Regions from separate parts of the Mus musculus genome. Here region 1 is linked to region 2. The links are chromatin contacts, called in public HiChIP or PLAC-seq maps. All regions are on one chromosome and are shown on one strand. The core of a region is the stretch at or near the end of the contact, and the rest is flanking DNA. Distances in the headings are between cores, read along the strand shown. Region 1 holds the start of Bcl2l12 (BCL2-like 12 (proline rich)). Region 2 holds the start of Napsa (napsin A aspartic peptidase).

What was found. HiChIP or PLAC-seq counts read pairs in DNA pulled down with a chosen protein or histone mark.
Region 1: an H3K27ac HiChIP or PLAC-seq map of embryonic stem cells shows a contact between it and region 2, with 5 read pairs. The contact joins the promoter of Bcl2l12 here to the promoter of Napsa in region 2. A contact is called at or near these places in 2 of 39 promoter capture datasets (pre-B cells and stem cell-derived epiblast-like cells), 1 of 115 datasets of contacts at active chromatin or transcription factors (embryonic stem cells) and 1 of 9 other capture datasets (adipose tissue).

Annotation. Positions count from the first base shown.
Region 1 is chr7:44,995,111-44,999,499 of GRCm38.p6, forward strand. Bcl2l12 (BCL2-like 12 (proline rich)) reads right to left here and starts at 2,469. Exons shown (of 7, transcript NM_029410.3): 1 at 2,353-2,469; 2 at 1,768-1,882; 3 at 1,434-1,576. The coding sequence starts at 1,874. It overlaps Irf3 (interferon regulatory factor 3), which reads left to right and starts at 2,538. Exons shown (of 8, transcript NM_016849.4): 1 at 2,538-2,798; 2 at 3,595-3,767. The coding sequence starts at 3,603.
Region 2 is chr7:44,570,033-44,574,498 of GRCm38.p6, forward strand. Napsa (napsin A aspartic peptidase) reads left to right here and starts at 2,413. Exons shown (of 9, transcript NM_008437.1): 1 at 2,413-2,657. The coding sequence starts at 2,584.

The DNA of each region.
Region 1 (4,389 bases), core at 1,219-3,718, 430 kb after region 2:
CTAGGCAGGCACTCGACTGACTCAACTTTTTGTAGTCCAGGTCGGCCTTAAACTCACAGCAGTCCTCCTGCCTCAGCCTCTCTCAGGTGTTGACTGCAACAATGTGCTACCACACTTGGGTTTGTTGATCACCAATCAAGTCCAAAGATCCCTTCCTCCAGCCTCTTTCTGTTACTTAAAAAGGAGGAAGGATGCGCCCAGTCAGATTACCAACTGGCCAGGGAGTTACGACTGACAACTACACTTCCAGTCTCTTGTGCTGGGGTACTGGAGCTACAAGAAGAGCCAGAGAAGCACCCAAAAAGGAAAAAAGATAAATCACCCGAGGACGGTGCCAAAGCACCTCTCCCGGGTCAACCACGGAATTGCTCTGTAGAAGTCTAAGCTGGGGCTCCACTTTATTGTGCATGCCTGTGATTTCAGTATGAAGTAGGCTGAGGCAGGAGGGCTCCAGCAAATGTGATTATGTCTCAACGATCCTTTTACTGTAGCCCTTAAGCAGTGCACCCCAAAATCCATCAAAGGGCTAGCCAGCCCTTCCTTCCAGCCCTAGCCTAGGAACCAAGCAGGAGCTGTCAAAATGGTGGTACCACGACATCCCCTCAGCATACAGCCTTGGTGAAACACGACTGCAGGGGGCGTCCACAGTGGTAGCAGCATCTCCATCCTCCCTGAGCAGCACCGCAGAGATGGCACCTCAGCCAAAACGGCCTGCAACCAAGGAGGACTGACTTCTCATCCTAACCCATGGGCCGGCCCACTGCAGGGGAAAGGCAATGGCAAAAGCTGCCAGGCCCCAAGCTTCCCAAGCTGGACATCTCTGCCCTGAGAAGCCACCCTCTAAGAAGTCCCAGATAAGCCCCATCCTTTGTCCAATTCCCTGCTGTCTGATCCCAGGAGCAGAGGGCGGCCAGCCATGGTGTCCTCACTCCACTCTGGACTCTCCAACAAATCTCTTTCATGAGATTTTCTGCCTGGTGTGACTCTCTCATCGGAAGAAGCCAGGAAGCAAAGAAGTGGAGCGGTGCTGAGGCTCTACTCCCTTGGGAGCCACAATGCCTCTGCTGAGGAGACTTCCTCTCAAAGCTGTAAGGGTCCTGGCCCCCATGTCTCAGGATACCCCTCCATCGGGACACGTCCCACCTCAGCGCTGTGTGGCTCTTGGGCCCCCAGTCTCAGGCATCCCTTGCACTGGGACCCCTTCTCCCTTCAGAGCTGCATGCTTCCCGGGCTTTGGAGCCCCAGGGTACCTCCTATCCAAGCACAAACACTTACACTTACCCGCTAGAAAGAGGTGTGACAAAGACTTGAAATGGTTATGGCTTGTGCTGAAGCTGAACCGTGTTGACTTTATAATGGGTCCTGTCTGGATTTTTTGGAACCAAAACTCCTAGCCCTGAAAGTTTCACAAGTGACCTGAATAAATCTCTTACCAGGCTCGGAACCATAGCAGGGGCGGAGGGGAAGGAAGTGGGGCCTAGAGGACTCCGTGGGGGGAGCTCCTCTCCCCAGGGGACAAGGGAGGCATCTTCGGAGGCGGCTCAGGAAATCTGTTGTCTCCTCTTGGGCAGGACTCCTAGGGACAAGAACCTCGGAGTTATCCCGAAGGGGTCTGGGCAAGTGATCCCTTCATCCTTTCATGGAAGATCACTCTTGAAACTCAGCCCAGGCACATGGAGTTAGGTCTGATGGGAGTAGATAGGTTTGGACCACAAGACTCAGGAAGATCTTCCCATCAAAGGCTGACGCTGGGGGAGTGGAACTCACCTGGGTGGAGTTGGGACAGGGGACCCAGCGACTTCACCGCGCTTAAGGAAGGCCGTCAGAACCTTCAGTGTGTCCTCTCGGAGACCCAACTCTTCAGAGCCGGCCATGGGGGTACCTGAGGCAGAAGACAGAGGATGCACCCAAGTGCAGGGATAACTCAAACTTCTGAATCACTGAATGAAGAGGGCGCCTAACTCCAAGGAAAAGGTGGTTTTTAAGGGCCAGTGGGGCAGTTGATTCAGTTGAGGAGAAACGGTCTGAATTACTGAGTCTAAGAAAGGAGGTAAATGAGTGCTTGAACTCTTGCAGGAAGGAGCGGGAAGGGGGTTTGGAGTTCCCTCTCAGCTAGCAGCGCCAAAGAAGGCTCGAAGACCGTAGAGAATAGGGAACTACTAATCCTAGTATGCTTTGCGGCAAACGCTGGTCCGATTTCCCCACTTTTCACCGAGCAGTCTGCTGGGAGATGTAGTTCCAATTTTACCTCTGGCGTGCACCGGGAGACCCCGGGTGCTTGGAAGTCACAGCTTGGCAGGACTGGCTGTGGCCTTTCCTGCAACCCTGTCCCCTCCCTGGCACCCAGCTCACCTGGCTCGCGGTTGTGTCCCCGTCGCACTGGCGTACACGCTTTCTCACAATTTCTACAAACTTTTACTTCGGAAGTTCAACTTTCCCACGCCTGCGCACTGGGCCGACACGGCAACCGCCCCAACGTCGAAGGGGTGGAGCCTTCTTTTGCGGTCATTTGCATATGGCGTTCCCAGCATGCCTGTAGGCGGAAGGCCAAAAAAGGGCATTTGAGGGAGTTAGGCCTGCTAAGCCGAAGTGCGCTCCGGGATTTCTTGACTTTATTTCGTCAATGTTGAGAAAAACTTTTTATATCTCAAAATATCGTTAGAAAAGGAAGTCCCAGCGCTCGGAGGCTTAGCTGACAAAGAAGGGGGTTGCGTGGCTGCGAGTCTCAGAACTACTGTTTGGGAGCCCCAAAACCACTGCTGGCACCCGCGCCGCACGGGCGCCCAATTCCTCCCCTGGTAGGTAACGCGGAAGAGCCGGGAGGGTGGCGGCCTCAGGGCGCAGGATCGGGCAAACCTGTCGCTCAGAAGCTCGGCTACCGAAAAGCAGAATGGCCACGCGTTGTAGACGGAAGCCTGCAGTCTCAGCATCCAGGCTGGAGGCAGTAAAGATTGCTGTAAGTTCAAGGCCAGTGAGCTCCAGGCCAGGCTGGACGACAGAATGAGCGCCAGACCAACATGGGTTAAGCGATTTGAAGACCAGCCTGAGCTACTGAATAAGTTTGAGGGTAGCCTGGGTTACAGAGTGCATTCGAGGCCAGCCAGGGCCACAGAGTGAGTTGAAGACCAGCCTTGGCTACATAGCAAGTTCAAGGACAGCCTATGCTACATACTAAGACCCTGTCTCAAACATCCGTAAAAACAATATAGGAACAAAAAACAAAAAAACAGAAGAAGCGACAGCACCTGGGAAAAGACTCTGGAAATGAGTAAGGGTTTTCTGCAAGGGTGAGGCGGTTGTGAGAGCAGTTAGGATCCTTTAAAGACGAGGGAAAGAGGACTCCACTCTTGAAATAGGGTGCCAGCTTTGGATAATAGGAGTTTACATTTAGAAAAGGGAAGGAACCTATGGGTAGAGTTCATATAGAAGACTCTGGGGGGTAGGAGAGGCGGTCCCGTTGGATTTGGAAAGGTGGGAAGGAGTTTCCCGTTTGTACACAATGGTGAAGGAAGACCTGTGTTGTGGCGGGTCGGAGAGGTTTGAGTGCATTTGCCCCGTGACAGACAGGCTCAGGAACTGTCCTGTGGTGCGCAGGCTAGAGCATGGAAACCCCGAAACCGCGGATTTTGCCCTGGCTGGTGTCACAGCTGGACCTGGGGCAGCTGGAAGGCGTGGCCTGGCTGGACGAGAGCCGAACGAGGTTCAGGATCCCGTGGAAGCATGGCCTACGGCAGGACGCACAGATGGCTGACTTTGGCATCTTCCAGGTGCTGGGGGAAAGATTTCAGACGCATTTCTGGGTGTGGCTGGACCAGGGCAGGGGGTGGGATAGGACTGGAGGGACAGACGGGAATTGATTGGCAGATTCTAGGAACAGAATCCTGAAAGCCAGGTTGCGTTTCTTTTTTTTTTTTTTTTTTTTTTTTTTTTTAAAGATTTATTTATTATTTTATGTAAGTACACTGTAGCTGTCTTCAGACACACCAGAAGAGGGAGTCAGATCTTGTTACGGATGGTTGTGAGCCACCATGTGGTTGCTGGGATTTGAACTCTGGACCTTTGGAAGAGCAGTCGGGTGCTCTTACCCACTGAGCCATCTCACCAGCCCTAGGTTGCGTTTCTTAAGAAACGTTCTGGAGCAATGGTTCTCAGTCCCTGGGACGCGACCCCTTTGGGGGTTGAATGACCGTTTCATTGAAAAATAAGTATTTTGACTTCTAACAAAACTACAGTTATGTAATAGCAATACAAATAATTTTGGGGCTGGGGGATCACTGCAACACGAGGAACCGCATTAGGATAGTTGAGAACAGCTGTTTTAGAGGGCGGGAAATCTTTAGGAGTGGGCTCTTGATTTTAGAACCCTTAAGCCTTAAGAGTTGAGACTGC
Region 2 (4,466 bases), core at 1,163-3,662:
TGTTTAGGGAAGTTGGTTTGTGGTTTGTTAGTAGCTGTGGTCAAAGAAGAAACAAAAGGAAAGAAATTAGAGTCAGGGATTTTCCTAACTCCTCTCTCCGGTCTCTCTCCTGTCTAGTGTTAGGGGGTGAAACGGGAATGGGAGGTGAGGTGGGGGGATAAAGAGTGGGACAAAGCAGAACCCACAAAGTAGCCAAGAATAGCAACAACACTTGGTTCCTCTCACTTTTAAATTTCTCAGTAAGTCGCCAAGGCTAACCTTGAACTTGCCATCCTCCTGCCTCAGCCTCTCAGGTACCACAGGGCTGTGGCACTAAGTCTGACTCCCTCCCTTCCTATTCCTCCCTTGCTTCTCCTCCTCCTCCCTCCTTGTCTTTGTCTTTTTCTCTCTTTTCTCACCGAGGCCTTGAACTCCTGATTCTACTCCCTCAGGCTTCCAATTTGTAGAATTATAAGCATGTGCCTCCAAGTCCAATCTGCTTATTATTTTTTTTAACTTTTTATTTATTTCTGTAAATTTCACATTATGAACCCCAATCCCACTAACTGCCTCTGCCCTTGCAAACCTCCCCCTCCAAAAGGAAAAAAAAATCTCAGTGTGGAAGCTGTAGTGTGTCACATGTGTCATTCAGTCTACTGCGTGTTCACACTTGCAAGTTTGCGTGTAAATGTTCACTGCAGTGATCATTGGTCTGTTTGAGGCCTCTGGCTTCTGCTACACTATCAGTACCGAAACCGCACCAGGGCTCCTCTCAGATATCCAGATCCTTCAGCTTTGGACCTGCAGGGTAGGCCCCTTCTTGGCTCCAGCAGTTCACAGGTGAGGTGGATGTTAGGGTGGGCCAACTCCAAGCCCTGGATCTGGGTCTGCATGGTAGCTGAGCTGGTCATCTGCCAGCTCTCCTGCTCCCACACCACCATGGTGAGCTCTCCAGCACTGGCCTCACTAGCTCACCCAATGCTACAGTCACCAAGGGATAGAGCCAACTCTCCTGCTCTCAGGCCCTCAGGGACAAGCTCACCCTTGGCCATGCCAGCAGGGCCAGCTTTATTGTGTTGCCCAGGGGAGGTGCAGGGACTGATCTCTGGAGTGCTGCAGTCGATGAGGGGCAGGGCCAGCTCTTTTTCCTGCCTGCCGCAGGTGGTGAGGGGGCAGAGTTTCAGTTTTCTTTTGAGACAGTTTTCACGTAGCCCAGGCTGACCTCAAACTTAGCCAAAGATGCCCTTGAGCTCTTGATCCTCTTGCCTCTGCCTCCCAGTTGCTGGGATCACAGGCGTGTAGTACTGTGCTAGGCAGCTCTCCCGTGCATGTGCATCTGGAGGCCCGGGGGCTGTTTCAGGTGTCTCCTCTATCACTCTTCACTGTGCTTTCGAGTCAGACTCCCTCACCAAACCCGTAGCTCGTTGATTGGCTAGTCTGGCTGAGCAGCAAGCCCCTGGGGTAGATCTAGCTGCATCCCCAGTGCCAGGACTGCCACACAGGGCACAGGCCAGCTCCTTATGTGAATGTGGGAGCTGGAACTCAGGTCCTAATACTTAATACTTACCTAATGCTTCTGGCATCTCCCATCCCCGCTGAATGCCTTCAGTCCACAACTCTAGGTAGTGCTTCTCAGCCTTTCCAGTGTGGCGACCCTACAGGGTCCAGTTCCTCACGTTGGGGTGACCACCAGCCATGAAACTATGCTGTTGCTACTTGGTCACTGTAGTTTTGCCACTGTTATGAATCGTAATGCAATATCTGATTCGCAGGATATCTGGCATGTGGCCCTCAAAGGGGTCTTGACCCCACAGGTTGAGAACCGTTGTTCTAGCGCCTAAGGCAAGAGGATCGCTTGAGCTCAGTAAAGTCATGAGATCTTGTTTCAAAAGAAAAGGAAGGCCAGGGAGATGGCTCCACAGATGAAGGCACTGGCTGCCAAGCCTGCTGACCTGTGTTGGACTCCTGAGACCCACCCGCAGAAAAGAGAGAACTGACCCCTGCAAAGTGTCCTTTGTCCTTTAAATTCCTGCTGTGGCATGTGGATGCACACACAAATGAACTAGCTAATTAAAATGTGTAAAGAGAGGGGAGCCCCTTCTCCCTAAAAAAACCAGGCAAGGGCAGAAAGAGTGGGTATCCTGAGAAGCTGACAGAGCCACCCACATAGGAAGGACAGCACACCTCTATTGTAACTGAGTGTCCCCTCCCAGACCCCCCACAGACCTTTCCTGTTCCTCCCTCTTGCTCAAGAAAAAAAAATTGTGGTTAATGAGTCTCAGAAAAGCGAACTGAAAGTTAAAAGTAAAATCCATAGAGGGGCAGGAAAGGGGTGGGTGCGGGTCTCCCTCCCCATGCTCTCAAAGGTACAAGCCAGGAACCAATGAACCTCAGCACACACACTCAGCACATACCTTAAACAGCCCGGTTCTGGCCCTGCTACTGAAGGACCTCACACACACACACACACACACACACACACACACACACACATACACACACGTCACTTCTGTGTTCCAGTAGGTGGTGGGGCGTGAACAGGGTGGAGTCTCAAGGGGAAGAAAAGGGCCACAGGACATCTTGGCCCAGCTCTAGTCCCCAGAGATGTCGCCACTACTGCTGCTGCTGCTGTGCCTGCTGCTGGGGAATTTGGAGCCTGAGGAGGCCAAACTGATCCGGTATGGGGACCCCCACTCTCACTCCTGACAGATTCCCAACGGCTTGTCCTTTAAGACTGAGGCTGGCCTTGGTGCCCCAAGAATCCAATTTTTTCAGGGTTCCCAGATTTTACTTGTTCGTCTCTCTCTCTCTCTCTCTCTCTCTCTCTCTCTCTGTGTGTGTGTGTGTGTGTGTGTGTAAGAGATACAGAGACAGAAAGAGACAGAGACAGAGACAGATACAGATAGATATACACACACACACACACACACACACACACACACACAGAGAGAGAGAGAGAGAGAGAGAGAGAGAGAGAGAGAGAAAGAGAGAGAGAGTTTTGTGAATGTGAATCTAACTGCACGCTTCCTTACTCTCTGAGCCATCTTAAAGGCCTGGGTCCCCAACTCTCAAACTGGGTTTCCACCCTGAGAAATTCAGCATAATACCTCCTGTTAGGAGAAGTAATGGGAAGGAAGCAAGGGAGAGGGAGGAGAGAAAGGGTGTTTGTCCTGGAGTAGAATAAAGGATTGCCTCTGAATAGTGAAGACACAGATGTGGCCCATAGGCAAATGGAGGTTTATAAAGATGCAAGAGAAAACCCCATGTTTCCCCAAAGGGGGCTTTTTTTTTTTTTTTTGCTGCTGGACTTCAATACTTTGATAGCTGAACCTTGGTAATCAGCCTCGGGAGGAGGAAGTGGCCACATAATGGTTTTTAGCAAAGCAGAAGGCATGGGAGAGAAAACCTAAGCCCGCCAGAGCCACGCTCGCTGCACTCAAGCTGGCCAGGGTCCCTTCATGTCCTAAGACCCCACACTTTTTGGTTGTTTAGTTTTTGGCTTTGTCCAGACTTGGTCTTGTGTAGCCCAGGCTAGCCTCAAACTCCCTACATATCAAAGAATCACCTTAAACTCCAGGTTCTACTGCTTCCACCTCCTAAATGCTGGAATCCCTGGGAAGAGAGCCTTGAAATTTGTGCTATGTAAGTGCTCTACCCACTGAGCCATATCCCTAGCCATGGCTACAGCCCCACAATTTTTAAAAAAACATACTGTCTCCTTATGTAGCCCTGGCCTTGAACTCACTATGTAAACCAGGCTGGCCTTGAACACATAAAGATACTCCTGCCCCTGTCTCCCAAGTGCTGAGATTTTAAGGTGTTCACCACCAAATTAAGTCCAACTTTTGCTTTTGGCTAAGGTGTGTGGAGTCCCAGCATTCAGGGAGGCTGAGGCAGAAAGGCTGAGTTCAAGGGTATGGGGACACTGTCTGCAGAAACCAAAGCTGGGCATGTGTCCCAGCGAGAGAGCATTTGTCTAGTAGACACCAGGGCCTCCATTCAATCCCCAGTATGACCAAGTTCTGAAGCCCAGGATTAAAGACCCCTCCTTATCCAAGCAGGATACATTCTGTGATTCTATGAGAAGGTTCCTGGGACGGGAGGCCTAGTGATCTGGCTTTGAGGCTCAAGCCTCCTGACTTTCCCTCTCTTTCTTGGAGGCCCATCTCTGTGGTCTGGAAACTTCAATATCCCCAGATTCTCAGCCTCTGAACATGCCTGTTCCAGGGAGGCCTCCCTGTGAGTTACCCCAACGCCTTGTCTCTGATTCTTCTTGAAATGTCTCCCTTCTTTTCCTTTAGCATCTCCCAACTCTTGATGGGGCGCCTGCCCTTCCAGAAAGCATTTTCTGCTGCCACCACACTCAAGGCATGCGGGGGGGGGGGGCGGGCGGGGGGGGGGCGCTTTTCAGGCTGAGTCTCAGGCCTGGGCTGGGGTGTTAGGGCTGAGCAGTGGCCAGAGGGTGCTGTTTTGTTTTTTGTTTGTTT